5 separate regions of the Mus musculus genome follow, and regions 2, 3, 4 and 5 are each linked to region 1. Evidence: chromatin contacts called from public Hi-C, HiChIP or PLAC-seq and capture Hi-C data. All regions are on one chromosome and are shown on one strand. The core of a region is the stretch at or near the end of the contact, and the rest is flanking DNA. Distances in the headings are between cores, read along the strand shown. Region 1 holds the start of Slc7a1 (solute carrier family 7 (cationic amino acid transporter, y+ system), member 1). Region 2 holds the start of Tex26 (testis expressed 26). Region 3 holds the start of Wdr95 (WD40 repeat domain 95). Region 4 holds the start of Lnx2 (ligand of numb-protein X 2). Region 5 overlaps Gm15997 (predicted gene 15997).

Region 1 (2,700 bases), core at 193-2,692:
GATTTGTGGAGGACACACAGTGAATAGCGTTCGAATTCGGAGTCAGATACTCATCTGGTGCTGAAGGCAAAGCTGGTGGGCGCTGAAAGATGGGAGGTTTCCCTCTGTGAGAAGGGGGCACCTGGTAAAGATTCAGGAGACCTCCCTACTAGATTGGCAGGAATCAGTTCATCACCGCATGATTGACACTTACTTCTGTTGGCTGTTGGAAAACAAAGCATGTTTGATGCCTTGTTATTATCACAAACGCTGTTAGAAGTGCTTTAATGTTATCTTACAAGTGTTAGAAGTGCTTTAGTGCTATCCACCTCCCTCTACGTATTCATTAAGACTTTTTGGCTGGGCAATATAAATTAATACATCGTTAGTTTAATTCTATGGGAGTATCAACAGCTGTGGCTGACAATGAATCCCTTTACTGATAAGGCACACTTGAGAACACACATAGCATCCACCTTCTCTTTTCTCTTTTTCTTTTCTTTTCCTTTCTTTTCTCTCTTTCTTCCTTTCTTTCTTTCTTTCTTTCTTTCTTTCTTTCTTTCTTTCTTTCTTCTTTCCTTCCTTCCTTCCTCTCTCTCTCTCTCTCTCTCTCTCTCTCTCTCTCTCTCTCTCTCTCTCTCTCTCTCTCTTTTTTTAACAGGATTTCTCTGTATAGCCCTGGCTGTCCTGAAACTCACTCTGTAGACCAGGCTGGCCTCAAACTCAGAAATCCACCTGCCTCTGCCTCCCAAGTGCTGGGACTAAAGGTGTGTGCCACCACTGCCGGGCTTCGATATAATTCTTTATAAAAACTTTTATCTTATGCATATTTATGGTTTACCTGTGTATGTCTGTGCATCACATTCAAGACTTACAGATTAGTTGTGAGCCCCCATGTGGGGAGTCAGAACTGGGTCCTCTGAAAGGGTTGTCAGTGTTAACCGCTGAGCCATCCCTCAGCCCTATAGACTGTAGTTCTCGATTTTGGAGCAGAGATCAGAAGGAACCCTGAAGACTAGATTTGGGTACTAAACTTGGGGAGAGTCCCGCGGGTGTGAACTGCCTGAACTGTTCTGTTGGCTATGTGGAGGAACTACCTTGTATCAAAGGGAGGCTTGCAGGTTCTGGGGCCCTTCCTGACCAAGGCGGAGGCTAAGGCGTTAGCTAGGGCACAGCCGTAAAGTAGTCCAATGTCAAAAGAAGATTTACAACTAAGTCCAAAAAAAAAAAAAGTCTTTAAAATGTGTCTTACATCCAGTTTGGAGCAAGAAACCTGGTCGTCAGCTGTCCGTGGCTCCCCAGGAGGGGGCTCGCACCCCTCAGCCTGTGCCATCAGCTCTGACTCAAGCTCAGTTGCGGCTGCGGAGGACCAAGGGCGCGCGCGGGAGGCGCCCAAACCGGCGGGGAAGCCCGGTCTCGGGTGTCCCCGCCCACAGGGGCGCGGCCGCGCGGCGCTGTCATTGGTGCCCTGGAAGCTGACGCGCAGCACTGGCCGTGGCCGTGGGGCCCGCGGAGGGCGGCGCGCGGCTGATGAAACCGGCTCGGATTCCGCCCGCGTGCGCCATCCCCTCAGCTAGCAGGTGTGAGAGGCTTTCTACCCGCGGTCTCCACACAGCTCAACATCTTGCCGCCTCCTCCGTGAGTACGCGATCCTTGTGATTGCCCAGGAAGCTCTGAAAGCCTGAGTCACCTCGGTGTGCGTGTGTGTCTGTGTGTGTGGCCTCGGGTGGCGTTTCAGGCAGGGCGAGGGTTCTTCTTATCCTCTCCATCTCCGGGGGATGGGTGCGTGGGGCGGGCACCAGTGTTCCGGTCGCCTCCTCCGAGTCCATCTTGGTCCTTTGCAGGCGCGGCGTGGTGCATGATGCAACAGCGGGAGGGAGTGAACACGGGCGACCCGGGTGACGCCCGCCACGCGTGGCGCCGTGTGTAGGCTCCACGTGGGCGCGGGGACCCATCTACGCAGGCTGCCCCGGGTGGCATCCGGAGTCACGGCAGTCTGGGAGACCTTCCCTTACATGGCGCGGTGCGCGGCACCCCGCCCCGCCACGCGGTCCCGGGCAGTGTCGTCAGCCGAGCCGCGCGCAGGATGGACTCTTGTCAGGTCTCGCAGGCATGACCCGAGACCTGAGATTCCTGTCCTCCGGGTCGCCTCATAGTCTCCAGAGGTCCCTTTGGAGGGACTCCCTCTTGGGTGGGTTTTCCTTGTGACCCGATTCGGCCTGCACAGACTGTTCTTCCAGATGGTGTGGAGTGGGAGGAAGTTCTTCCGGCTCCGTAGACAACCTGTGCTCCGTGTGTTTCTGTCCAGTGGAAGACTTCCTGGGCACGATCAGGTCACCAGCCAAGGGTGTCCGCAGAGCAGTCCAGTGTCGCTCGCTCCAGCCCACTGCTGTGTGGACTTGTGTGTTAAGATAGCCAGACATGTGCTGGGATAGGCAGACATGTGCTGGGATAGGCAGACATGTGCTGTCAGGAAAACAAAACAAACTAAAAAACTACATTTCCCAGCACCCACAGTTATACTCTCACGTGCAGGAGGACAGGGTTTCAACCATAGGTGTATTTCTTCTAAAGGTGAGTAAACTTTCACTAGAATCCGGAGCGTTATCTTCTGCGTTATCTTTTGGTTGACTGTCTTAGCTGTCATGGAGTCAGCTGGTAATTGGGATTTTTGTAACATTTCTTGCCCTTCATGTGTGGTTAAGATAATAGGAAACCTCG
Region 2 (2,700 bases), core at 54-2,553, 1.0 Mb before region 1:
TGGGCCATGCATGGAAACTGCCTGATCAAGAGCGGGATAGTTCAGTCTGAACATTTGGCATTGGGTACTGAGTGTAGACAGTAGAGTCCCTGGCAGTTTGTGCAGCACCGGAAGTCCTGGGGTACGTGATCAATTCCGTAAGAGGAGGAATCCTAACTCTTATCTGTTCCAGACAAGGAAGGAGACTACTGGCCTAGGAAAATACCTGACAGACAGAGTGTTTAGAAAAAGGGAAATGGAAATTAAGGAGTGCCCTTGGGGATCCTGGGAGCTTTTCCCTCCTCCATCTCCTGACCTCGCCGTCCTATAGAATCTGAAAACATTTAACATTTTTTTTAACTGAATACGCTCCTTCCCGCCCTCCCCCCTCACACACACACTCCAGCTTTCCACTCTTCGTTTACAGAGAACTAGATTGGAATGTAAACACCCACTTCATTGTTCTCTTAGGAGCATCATTCTAAAGAATCCTCACAGCCCCTTAGCCAGCTCGGCTAGACGGCTGCAGCCGGCCATTATTGCTCCGAAGGGATGGATACGCTGACTGTGCACTCAGTAATAATGCTACTCGAGTCGCAACTAACAGCCAGGGGAGGTGATGTCTCTTCACCAACGCAAAACGCTGAGCTGGTAAACCCGCTGCCGCCGCCGCAAGCAGAACCACAGAGCAAGGCTCTCCATCTGTCACCTGGCAGAGCGCCTTTGAAAAGGGCTCAGCTCCCAGCCCAGTCTGCAGACAGAGCAGCCCTGGCCGGCTGATCCCGCCCCTCCCCTCCCTCCCGCCCCACTGAATTTGCTGTTTGCGACTTAAAGAACCAGCCAGACTCCTTCTCTCCCTCCATTACGTCCCCAGTTCTGTTCATTTGTCTTCGGCTCTGTTGTCCTTGGAAGGACACTAGCTGTGGCTTTATCATGTCTCCTCAGGGGTTTCCTTAAGTATTTAAAGGGACACCCCAGAGTTTTAGAGAGGGGAGTATAAAGGGCTGGACAGGAGTGTGATTTTGGACAGCTGATCTTTCTCCCTGACTCACTTGCGCCTCCCTGCCATCTCTAAAAGCGAGGCAAACCTCTCACGATTGATGCCCTTGGGGAAAAAAAAACTGCCTTATTTAAAACAACTCCACCGCACACACAGCACACCACGCCCCGCAGACCCGCAGCGTGGGCAGTCTTACTTGACTGGAGCTTGGGGTCACATTGAGCAGGGCACGAAACCTTGTTCCTATACCGGGCCATCTTGTCCCAAAAGGTCGCCTTCCCGCCCTGACAAGGCAGTAGTACTCCGCTCTGCGCCCCACCCTCTGCGCGTGCCTTTGTGAAGCGTCGCTATGGAGACGCCTCAGTCTCCGCCCCTGGACCCAGAGGGTGAGCGCATCACGCTGATTCCTGACTTTCATGGAGTGCCCTAATCCAATAGTTCTCAACCTATGGACTACGACTCCTTGGGGGTGGGGGGTGTCGAACGAACTTTTCACAGGGGTCACCTAAGACCATCAGGAAACACAGATGTTACCATTATACATTACAATTCATAACCGTAGCAACATTACAGTTATGAAGTAGCCACCAAACAATTTGTAGTTGGGGGGGGGGTCACCACCACATGAGGAACTATATTAAAGGGTCGCAGCATTAGGAAGGTGGAGAGACACTGCTCTGGTCCTTGCAATACTATGCCATTGTTTTATGTATTGGCAAATACGAGCAAACTGGAAAAGGCTGGAAAAAAAAAGTTTATTTTAGCCTGGTATACTGGTGCTCACCGGTGATCCGAGAACTCAGGAGGCTAAGGCAGGAGCCCAACCCTGGAAAGAGATGCCTTGTCTCAAAATATTAAATACCCCGAATATTAAAAACCCAGAAGCAGACAGACAGACGCCCAACCGCAAATTTGTGTCCATTCATAATTTTCAATGTAAGCAAAATTGGGCAAGGTTGGCATGGAAATCTGTAGGACACAGCGACTACACTCAAGGATGAGAAAGATGTGGTATAAGGGAAAGGTAAAAGTTTCGGCATCAGGTCTGTGTGAGGTCAACCCAGAGCATCCTAAGCTAGTGTCTAGTTACTTCAGGGAAACATTGGGCACAGGCTAATTACGGAGAGTCCAGAGGGATAATGGATGCAGCAGGGTCATCCTCCACTACATAGTTTGTCCAGGGGCAGCCTGGGTTACACCAGACCTTATTTTTAATAAATACAAAAAATCCCAAACTATATTCCTAGTACCAATCATAGGATGCCACTTTGTTACTGTACACTGGCCGGCTGATCCTACCCACTTATACATGTTAGAGTGTGGCTTTTAATTTTTTTCCACTTGTGATCACACTGTGCCTGAGAAATTTTTATGCCAGCTAGAGTATATAAGGTATATAAGACAAATACACAGGTCACATGTTTATTGATAATGAACCATGAGGAGCTTTATTTTAAAAAGCAATTCATTGCTGTGCATACAATTTTACCATCTATGAAAGATATGAAGCAAATTTGCATATTAATGAGACGTCATATTATTGAGGTTGCATATTAATGAGATGACCTGTTTATCTTACATAAATAATTAAATCTCGGCTGAATAGGAGATGCTGAATATGAGACCATCTTCGGGGCTTTTCAGAATCCATCAATATTTTGGTTCCTATAATCACCAGTACTTGGAAGACCATTTTGGATAAATGCCTGGCACAAAAGGTC
Region 3 (2,700 bases), core at 18-2,517, 1.1 Mb before region 1:
CATTCGTTCATCATCTCCACTCCTGTGCTCTGAACTCGAGCTTCCTTCCAGTCCACCTAGCTACCTACCCACTTCTTTCCCTGCCCACCAAGGCTGTGCCCGGTTTATGCAGTGCCATTCACAGGCCGCCCTCTCCCTACCTGGAGTTGGTACATGTATGGAGTTGGCTCATAAAGCTCTCTTCCCTCGATCCAGTCCAGTGACTACTTTAGCGGTGCCAATACCGAGGATAGCTATCCCATACCTGGTGTTATTAGTGTTAGCACGTTAGCATTCCTTCTAGGTTCCTCCCAACAGTTAGTTACCTAGCAACAGCCAGGTGGGAGCCTGGGTTGCTATAAAAAGAACTGTTTGGCCTCTCTTCACTCTCTCTGACCCCTTTCTCTCTCTCTCTCTTTCTCTGACCCCCCCACCCTCCCTCTCCCCATCTTTTTCTGTCCCTTCTTTTTCTCTACTTCAACTCCTTTCTCAACCCCCTTCCCATGCCTCAAGTGAACATTTTATACTAGACCCGTGTTGTATGACTGGTACCTGGGGACAGGGGGCACCCACTAAGACACCCCCTCCCAGTGAAGCATACCGCGCTTTACAAAACATATCAAGTAGCACGGTTGAGTTCTTACTATATGTCATCACTAATTCAGTTACCTCTAAAAATAATTCCAAGAGAGGACTAAGGCAACCTTGGCCCAAATCACATCAACATTTGACACCCAGTCCGAGTCTTTACTAGTCACTAAATAGACACACTTTAAAAAAAAAAAAAAAAACTTCCCAAAGCACATTTATTGTGTGATCCTCCCCCCCCCCCCGCCCCCTTAAAGGGCCTAGCTAGATACTGAACACACGATATGTCTTTGATCCACTCACTGATTTGAGCTTCTAGCTTCCAGACTTAAGAATACCACGACCCCAGATGAGCAATTTATGGAAACAACAGTCACCAAGATCATTTGCCCTGGTCAATGACAGATGATAAACCATATCAGGACAAAGTGACCCGCAACATCCTGATAAGAAACCATCTCAGCCTCTGTGGGCTCCTTTTTCCTCTTTCTTTCCTCTTTTGGAAGAAGAAAATCCAGATCAGACACCTGAGAACTCATTGCTATTCTGTAGTCAGGTTGCTTCCAACTCTTTTATTCAAACCACCCCAGGGGCCTTGTGACATTACCTGCTAACGATTCTAACTCATCTTTCCAAACAAAGAGGCATCAGCCTGTCAAACAGCAACAGCCTTCCATCAACAGAGAGCTGAGGTCTCCTCCAGACTGGCAGAATGGGTGAGCGCTTACCGTACTCCCCATCCCCCACCCCGCGCCAGGGCCCTATGTGAATTTCTATGGGGTAATATTTACAGTGCTGGATGGCTGGGCCCTGTGGAGCTTAATGGGCTTCTTAATAAAGGCAGGCTTCATTAAGACAGAGAGCGCGGGGCGTCGTGCCCTTGCTTTGGAGGAGAGGACAAGCCAGCACAAGACGAATGCTCTCCCTCCGCTCGAAAATCATGCGGGTCAAGTGCCTTGTCACGCATTAACAGTCTTTTAAGTTGCTAGGCAGATCGAGAGGAGCCGAGCGGATAAACCAAGGCGGAGGAATTATGAGACCCATCCTGGTAGCACAAACGCTGGAACACAGAGCTGCCTTTAAACAAAGTAATTTGCTAAATGAGCGGCTGGCGGGTTTCCAGATGGCCAATGTGACACGGGCTTGGATGAATCCTTTCTTCAATCACGCGTTTGTCTGGACTGAGACATGAAAGGCCAGGTCAGAGCTACTGCGGTGGCTGCTGTAGCTTTGAAGCCCTTACATAAAACTCTACTGGTGTGGAACTCCGGCAGCTCCAGTGTGGCAGCTGGCGCGGGTGCCCTGGCGTTGGTGCTTGGGAGGCCACTAAGACAGCTGCTCCTTAAGCGGGAGGACAGCCAGCTCAGAACAGGGCTTCTCTGTCTTGCCTACCGCTTCGCTTCACACCAGGTCTCTGGGCAGGTGACCTTAGTACCAGATGAAACTGTAGTTGAAGTCTAAGAAGCAGAAATGTTGTAATTTTAAATATGAATTATTAAGAATCACTTAAAATCATTTCCATGAGTTTTGTCTTTCTTCCTTCAGTCCTGAATGATGTGTTTAAAATAAATAAATAAATAAATAAATAAATAAATAAATAAATAAATAGGAGATATGTGCTATGAGGTGTGGTGAGGTGTGGGAGAAGGGAATGTCTCAGCGGGCCCATGCCGAGGCATCCCTTCCCCATGAGGGACCAGCCACAGGTATAGTATAGTATAGTATAGTATAGTATAGTATAGTATAGTATAGAATAGAGTTTATTCAGGGCATGGGGAGGGGAGTTAAGAGGGCAGTGGAGGCAGAGAAAGGCAGAGAGAGGGAGAGTAGAGAAGTAGAGGAGTAGAGGCCAGCCATGAGCACGTGGAGGGGGGCGGGGAAGAGGCGAGGGGACAGAGTGGGAACAAGAGAGCAAGAGAACAAGAGGGAGAGGAGTGGGCAAGCAGCCCCTTTTATAGTGGGTCAGGCCTACCTGCCTGTTGCCAGGTAACTGTGGGGTGGAGTTTAGACAGAATTCTGACGCTGAACCCAGGACCTTATAAATGTTAGGTAAGCACTCTACCACTGAGGTACACCCCAGACCTCTAAGTCAGTTTGGAAATGCCCAAGATGGATGGAAAAAAAATCTACCTT
Region 4 (2,700 bases), core at 19-2,518, 1.3 Mb after region 1:
CCCGCTCTACTCTCTCTCCTTCCTTCCCCAGCGCCTGGGGTCAGGCCTAGCCGCCACGCCGGGCCGCAGTCGGCCGCGTGCCCCTTCGCCACCCGCTTCGCTGGCCCGACCCGCCGCCCCACTCCACTCTTCCCCTCCACCCTTACCTCTCCAGCTCCTGATCGTCTTCCATCGCGGGAGGTGGGGGTGGCGGCTCCAGGAAATCCTCAGGTGGCGCTGGCGAAATGGAAGCTCTTCCCCATGTCGCGAAAGGTGCGGGACAAGGCAGGAAGGAAGAAACCACCGACGGAAGAAGCGGATGACGGAAGGAGGGGGGCGGAGCCGCAGCGGCGCGGCAGGGCCCTCTGTGGGCGGGGCTAAACCGGGTCCCGCCCCCGACCACGCCCAGGCGCGGGCAGGACGGTTCACCTGGAACTGCGGAAGCTAAGCCAGCTGCCGGGCACAGCCAGCCGGTCCCCAAGTGCCACTGAAGAGCATAGGCTCTCACCTGTCGCCCCGAGACACCTGCTATTTAAAAAGAGTCAGAGTCGGATCTCTGGCCTGCTAGGCTCTCCAGGAACCCGACTGCCCCAGGGCTGGCTATTCCCAGGACTTGAGTCCTCAGGGGCCTTTCATGGGGCACCTTGAAAAAGCAGAGAGACTGTTGTGCAGAGATGACTCTCCTGACGATACTGTGGGTTTTAAAAATTTTTCTCCCTGGGGTGCAAATGTACATCTCCACTAGGTGCAAGGGCTGCGATGGTCTTTCTTTTGCGAGAGAAGTGAGAGTTTGGAGCACCGCCCTCCTTCCTCGGGAGCTCACGCTGTGGGACTGGCAGCTCCTTTTCCCTTTGATCCCAAGGAACCGCCCTTCTTCTCAGGTGCATCCTCCCAGCTCCCACCTGACCCTGGCCAGGCTGGGTCCCCGCCCCACCCAGCTGTCCCCTCGCCCTGCACACCTACACGTCAGCCGCCCCCCGCCACCTGTTCTCCCTCAGCCTGGTCCCGCAGCCCTCCCCTCCCTTCAGCTGTCCCACGCCCGGCGCGGCGCTCCAGGGGTGCACGCAGACACTTCCCGAGCGTTTTCTCTGTGTGTCTGAGAGGGAGAATCCGGCCGGGAGCGATGGCGGAGGGCGGAACGCGCTCACTCTAACACGGGGGTGATGAGCAGGGCCGACTCGGCCCCTCGAACTCCTTGATTGGTCGAGAGGCTCCGAGCCCGCTCTTAGTCCCGCCTTTGTCCGCCGTTGATTGGCTCAGGTGCGTGTCGGGTTGGGCCTCTGCGCTCGCCCCCTAGGGGAAAGGCAGCAGGGGCGGTTGAGAAGTAAAGTCTTGGCCGGACTTTGCTTCTCGCCAGGAAATCGGCGGCGGCGAGTCCCAGCGGAGCGGAGCCGGGCGGCGTCCTCGTCAGCGCTCCCGCGGGGAGCCCGCCGCTTTCCCTCAGTGAGTTACTTCGCCTCAGGTGCGGGCGGTGACGGGGTGTGGCGTCAGGGTAGGGGGGACCATCTGGGGGACCGCTGGGGGCCGCGTGCTGTCTGGCCCGGCCCGGTGCGGGTGCGGGTTCCAGGAACCCCGATGCAGGTCTGCGCGCCTCTCGCTTTTCAAGACATGGAGGTTTGGGAACGAGTTCTTGCACTTTGCGTCTGCACGTTGTCTGGAGCCAGAGTGGCGCTAGCTAGTTGCCCTCTGGTTTTGTTTCCTGGAAGGGATGAGCAGAGAGGCACCCTCCTCCTTGCCCCAGCCTGTTGCGGGGGAATTCTCACCTTTCTCTTCAGATTTGACATGTTTGGGAGCGTGGGGGGTATAATTTCCAAAATATGAGTCCCGATTTGGAAGCATTTGCGCACAAAGCACCTCTTGGGAAAGACATCGCTGGCTTTTCAAAGCTTTCTGCCACGTTTCACGCAAGGACTTTTTAATGGAGTGTTCTAGTATTTCCGTTTGCATTTAAGAGTGTGTGTTTGCCAGGAGCCTTAAGGACGCTTCCGCGTGGCTTTATCGAATCAATTTTTCTTCTTCTCACTCTGTAGCCTTGGCTAGCCTGGAACTCACGGAGATCCGCCTCTTTCTTGAGTGCTGTAGGGTTAGAAAGGCGTGTGCCCCACACCCCGCCAATTTTTCTTTGGGGAAAAAAAAAAAAAAGCCCAGAAACCAATGGCAAGGGTAGTTGGAGGCAACCGTGAGCTCCAGTTTATCCAAACTGCCTTCACTTTAAGAATGTCACATTCTTTTCAGTCACAGTACTTAGACATTGGCCTCCTTCCCAGGACACAATTTGCGTTTTCTCTAGCCTGTTCAGTGACATAGCACAGACGCAGGATCTCAGTAGGTCAGTCCTGTTTGCTTTGATAGGTTTGAAAACCCTCCCCCACCCACCCACCTTTGGAGAAAAGGACTTTGGCAGGTAAAGAAGGAAGATGGGGGAATCTAGTGTCCTATTTGGCCGGCAGATCATTGTTGAGCTAACAAGGTTTTGCCGTTTTAGCCTGTCCAAATTCCATGTGAGTTTTCCCAAAGGGGTCAAATGTAGGCCAAGTCAAAGCAGCTCTAGAGTCACATTGTTTTTAATTCAGTCCATCCACTAAGTCCAAGGTTTGTTCCTCTAAGCTTCAAGTTTGAGCCTTTTCGTTGTATAAACATTTAGCTACTCCGTGTCTACTCCGCTTTCCAGACTTTGGTGAAAGGGAATTTCTTGCCCAGAGTTGTCAGTGTCTGTATACT
Region 5 (2,700 bases), core at 58-2,557, 1.1 Mb before region 1:
AAAGTAAATATTACCATAATCTGATCATTGCAGGGAGTATCCATATATTAGATACTGTATCCAAGGTATGCAAGTGTTACGATTAAAAAAAAAAGAACGCAGGAGCTAGAAAGGTGACCAGGCCTGATGCTCTTCCACAGGACCTGAGCCCCATTCCCAACACCCACATTAGATGGCTCACTGCTGCCAATAACCCATAACTCCAGTCCCAGTGGGTCTGACACCCTCTTCTGGGCTTCTTGGGTATTGCACTCATACATCCATAATACACACACACACACACACACACACACACACACACACACACATACACACACAAATAAGCAATAAATCTTTTTCAAAAAAATGATTAAAAATAATATAATAAAAAATTAAAAATCAAATTGAGACAAATTTACAAATGTATATTTGCTGCTTAGTAGTTAGCATACTATTAGATTGATTATATTAACTATGTTGATATTTCAACAATTATATTTTTGATGATGAATTAATATAAAGTATTAAACCTCATGAACAATTATATTTAATAAAAAACGGGGTTAGGTTGGAGTTGGTCATTAAAGCCTAGAGCCCCAGGGAGTGAAGAGATCTTGGGGCAGTTTCTAGAAATTTGGAAAGAATTTGTCACTGGGCTAGGACATGGAAGTAAGCTTAGAATAGAATATTTACATTTGGGCTAATACAAAGCTCAAGCAAGGTAAACTCAGCCAAGGTATGTGTGGCATTCCTTTATCTTGGTCACCCTGACAAACCCCAAGAAACAGTGACCATGGCTGGGAGGGGGGGGCTGTCGTGGGGGGCTTTGTTTATTGCATTGTTTGATGACTTTGTCTTTGATGTCTTTGTCTATGAACTGACCCTGTTCTCTGCAAGTACCTAGAATGGTATAAAAACTGGCTGGAGAAAACTAAACCCCACTTCAGCCTCGGCACTGGCTGGAGTCATGTTATAATGCTGTCTAATTGTCATTTTCTTTTCAATCCTCCCTCCTTTCCTTGAGACCCTCTTTGGCTGACTGAGCTGGCTTGGTCACCAGGGACTTGTGAAAGAGAGTCGTGGAGAGGGTTTTCAGCGGTGAGGGGCTTGTACGGTAGGTGGAGTCACGGGAACCCTTCCACCTGCCCCTGGACTGTAGCCACACCCTAAAGTATAAGGAGTCTTCAGCTTCCACCCTCCCTCTGCAATCTGAGTTCACACTCCCGTGAGCTGGAGCCCTTTGCAAGCAGGAGCCCTGTGGACCTCACTCTGCCACCGTGGCCACCACCCCACTGCCACAGCAGCAGTAGCAGCAGCAGCAGCAGCAGCGTCCATGTTCCTGCTGTGTACTTTGCCCTGTGAGTTAGTCCAGTGCAGTCAAGACTCAATTTAGATGAATAAGAAAACAAATATACCATTTAATCCAAATAAAGTATGCTTGAAAAGTACTCAGACTAATTTTCCTCCCGTGGCCCTTCCTTGGTTCCGGAAGTCTTTTCTACAAGACAGCATCCTCTAAGCTCTCGGCATGAAGCCACACAAAGTGTACCTCTGTTTACACACATGGGCTCTAATGCTTTAAGACTCCAACGCTGGCCTCACACTGCAAATGTGTGTGCTTGTGTGACCCCAGGCACGGAGCTGCATCTCTTCACACCACGACTGCTCACTTTTTGCTTGCGTACTTACCCAGTTCCAACGATTACTTTGTTGTACTGTGGCATGCTGACAATGTCTGTCACCCAGCGGGACTTCCGGCTGGTGGACTTGCCCTACAGAATTGAGAGGTGAAAATAAACAAATGTATATGCCTTTAAAAACCTATATTTATTTAATTTAAACTTATTTCATTTTTACTGAAAAGAGTCTACTTTTGTCTCACGTGCATGAGTGTTGGTCTGCATGTATATATGTACGGGCACTACATGCGTGTTTGGGGGGCTCAGATGCCAGAAGAGGGCATCTGGTCCCCTCAGAGATACAAATGGTTGTGAGCCACCATGTGGGTGCTGGGAATGGAACTCAGGTCCTCCAGAGGAGCTGTCAGTGCTCTTAACCACAGAGTCATCTCTCCAACCCCCATAGTTTTCTTTAATTGATTTTTTCTTTCAAGGGGAGGAACTTGGTACATTAGAAGAGCTAATTCAATGCTCTCCCCTAGAAGGGGCTGAGAAGTTTAGTTGTAACTTCTAGTTCTAAGCTCCCTGGGGGCAGAGCCTGCACGTTCTGTCCTCGTTCTGTCTTCAGCACCCAGCACAGAGCCTGTTTTACCACAGGAGCTCAAATGTTTGTTGAATGAGATGGGTAGGGGGTGGGCAGAAACGGGCTGGACATTCTTTCTCCTAATAACACTTCCCAAATGCATGCTGGCTTCTGAGTTTCTGATTAGTGATTCTGATGGAAAACCTTAGCAGAACCGCCTCCCGGACACAACCATGGAGGGGGTGGGGATCCCGTTCCATCTGTCATTCAGTAAGACACATGATAAATTACATGACTGAAGAAGCCTGCGTAATTCATCACTTCATCTGAATTTAGAAGCGAAAAAGAAGCATTTATCTCGGGCTCCTCGTGGGGCTTGCATTTTATTCACATCCCCTAGACTCGCAGAATCTGCCGCGGATATATTATATTCAAGGGCACAATTTATGTAATCACGCCACTTAAGGAGCAGTTTAAAATAGCAAATAAAATCAAACCGTGGCACTCAGCATCCTTATC

What was found. Hi-C and Micro-C count contacts between places; a contact is called where the count stands out from the background. HiChIP or PLAC-seq counts read pairs in DNA pulled down with a chosen protein or histone mark. Capture Hi-C pulls out chosen DNA fragments and counts their contacts.
Region 2: an H3K4me3 HiChIP or PLAC-seq map of pro-B cells shows a contact between it and region 1, with 5 times the contacts expected there. The contact joins the promoter of Tex26 here to the promoter of Slc7a1 in region 1. A contact is called at or near these places in 4 of 39 promoter capture datasets (hippocampal neurons, liver and pre-B cells) and 4 of 115 datasets of contacts at active chromatin or transcription factors (the SCID.adh cell line, large pre-B cells, pancreatic cancer cells and 1 more).
Region 3: a Hi-C map of regulatory T cells shows a contact between it and region 1, with 7 times the contacts expected there. The contact joins the promoter of Wdr95 here to the promoter of Slc7a1 in region 1. A contact is called at or near these places in 1 of 39 promoter capture datasets (liver), 1 of 484 Hi-C or Micro-C datasets (regulatory T cells) and 3 of 115 datasets of contacts at active chromatin or transcription factors (astrocytes, large pre-B cells and neural tube).
Region 4: a contact with region 1 is called in a capture Hi-C map of embryonic stem cells, with 2.4 times the contacts expected there. The contact joins the promoter of Lnx2 here to the promoter of Slc7a1 in region 1. A contact is called at or near these places in 1 of 39 promoter capture datasets (pre-B cells), 1 of 115 datasets of contacts at active chromatin or transcription factors (thymic regulatory T cells) and 1 of 9 other capture datasets (embryonic stem cells).
Region 5: a contact with region 1 is called in a FOXA1 HiChIP or PLAC-seq map of pancreatic cancer cells. The contact joins the enhancer-like site here to the promoter of Slc7a1 in region 1. A contact is called at or near these places in 1 of 39 promoter capture datasets (liver), 4 of 115 datasets of contacts at active chromatin or transcription factors (the SCID.adh cell line, astrocytes, large pre-B cells and 1 more) and 1 of 9 other capture datasets (adipose tissue).

The regions. Positions count from the first base shown.
Region 1 is chr5:148,398,646-148,401,345 of GRCm38.p6, reverse strand. It overlaps Slc7a1 (solute carrier family 7 (cationic amino acid transporter, y+ system), member 1), which reads left to right and starts at 1,442. Exons shown (of 13, transcript NM_007513.4): 1 at 1,442-1,617.
Region 2 is chr5:149,438,263-149,440,962 of GRCm38.p6, reverse strand. Tex26 (testis expressed 26) reads right to left here and starts at 1,303. Exons shown (of 7, transcript NM_029464.2): 1 at 1,176-1,303. The coding sequence starts at 1,236.
Region 3 is chr5:149,527,246-149,529,945 of GRCm38.p6, reverse strand. It overlaps Wdr95 (WD40 repeat domain 95), which reads right to left and starts at 1,267. Exons shown (of 23, transcript NM_029440.3): 1 at 1,175-1,267. The region is part of intron 1 of Gm15997 (predicted gene 15997); the gene reads left to right.
Region 4 is chr5:147,075,140-147,077,839 of GRCm38.p6, reverse strand. Lnx2 (ligand of numb-protein X 2) reads left to right here and starts at 1,268. Exons shown (of 10, transcript NM_080795.4): 1 at 1,268-1,422. It overlaps Polr1d (polymerase (RNA) I polypeptide D), which reads right to left and starts at 494. Exons shown (of 3, transcript NM_181730.4): 1 at 147-494. The coding sequence starts at 172.
Region 5 is chr5:149,503,753-149,506,452 of GRCm38.p6, reverse strand. All of the region lies in intron 1 of Gm15997 (predicted gene 15997), which reads left to right. It also overlaps a transcript of Wdr95 not described here. Among named protein-coding and RNA genes, the nearest start is that of Wdr95, 24 kb to the left of the region's middle. Within about 2 kb of position 1,307, at least 5 of the 459 cell types and tissues checked have an H3K27ac peak or open chromatin away from gene starts, as enhancers often do. A contact at or near this core is called in pancreatic cancer cells, where this site is marked.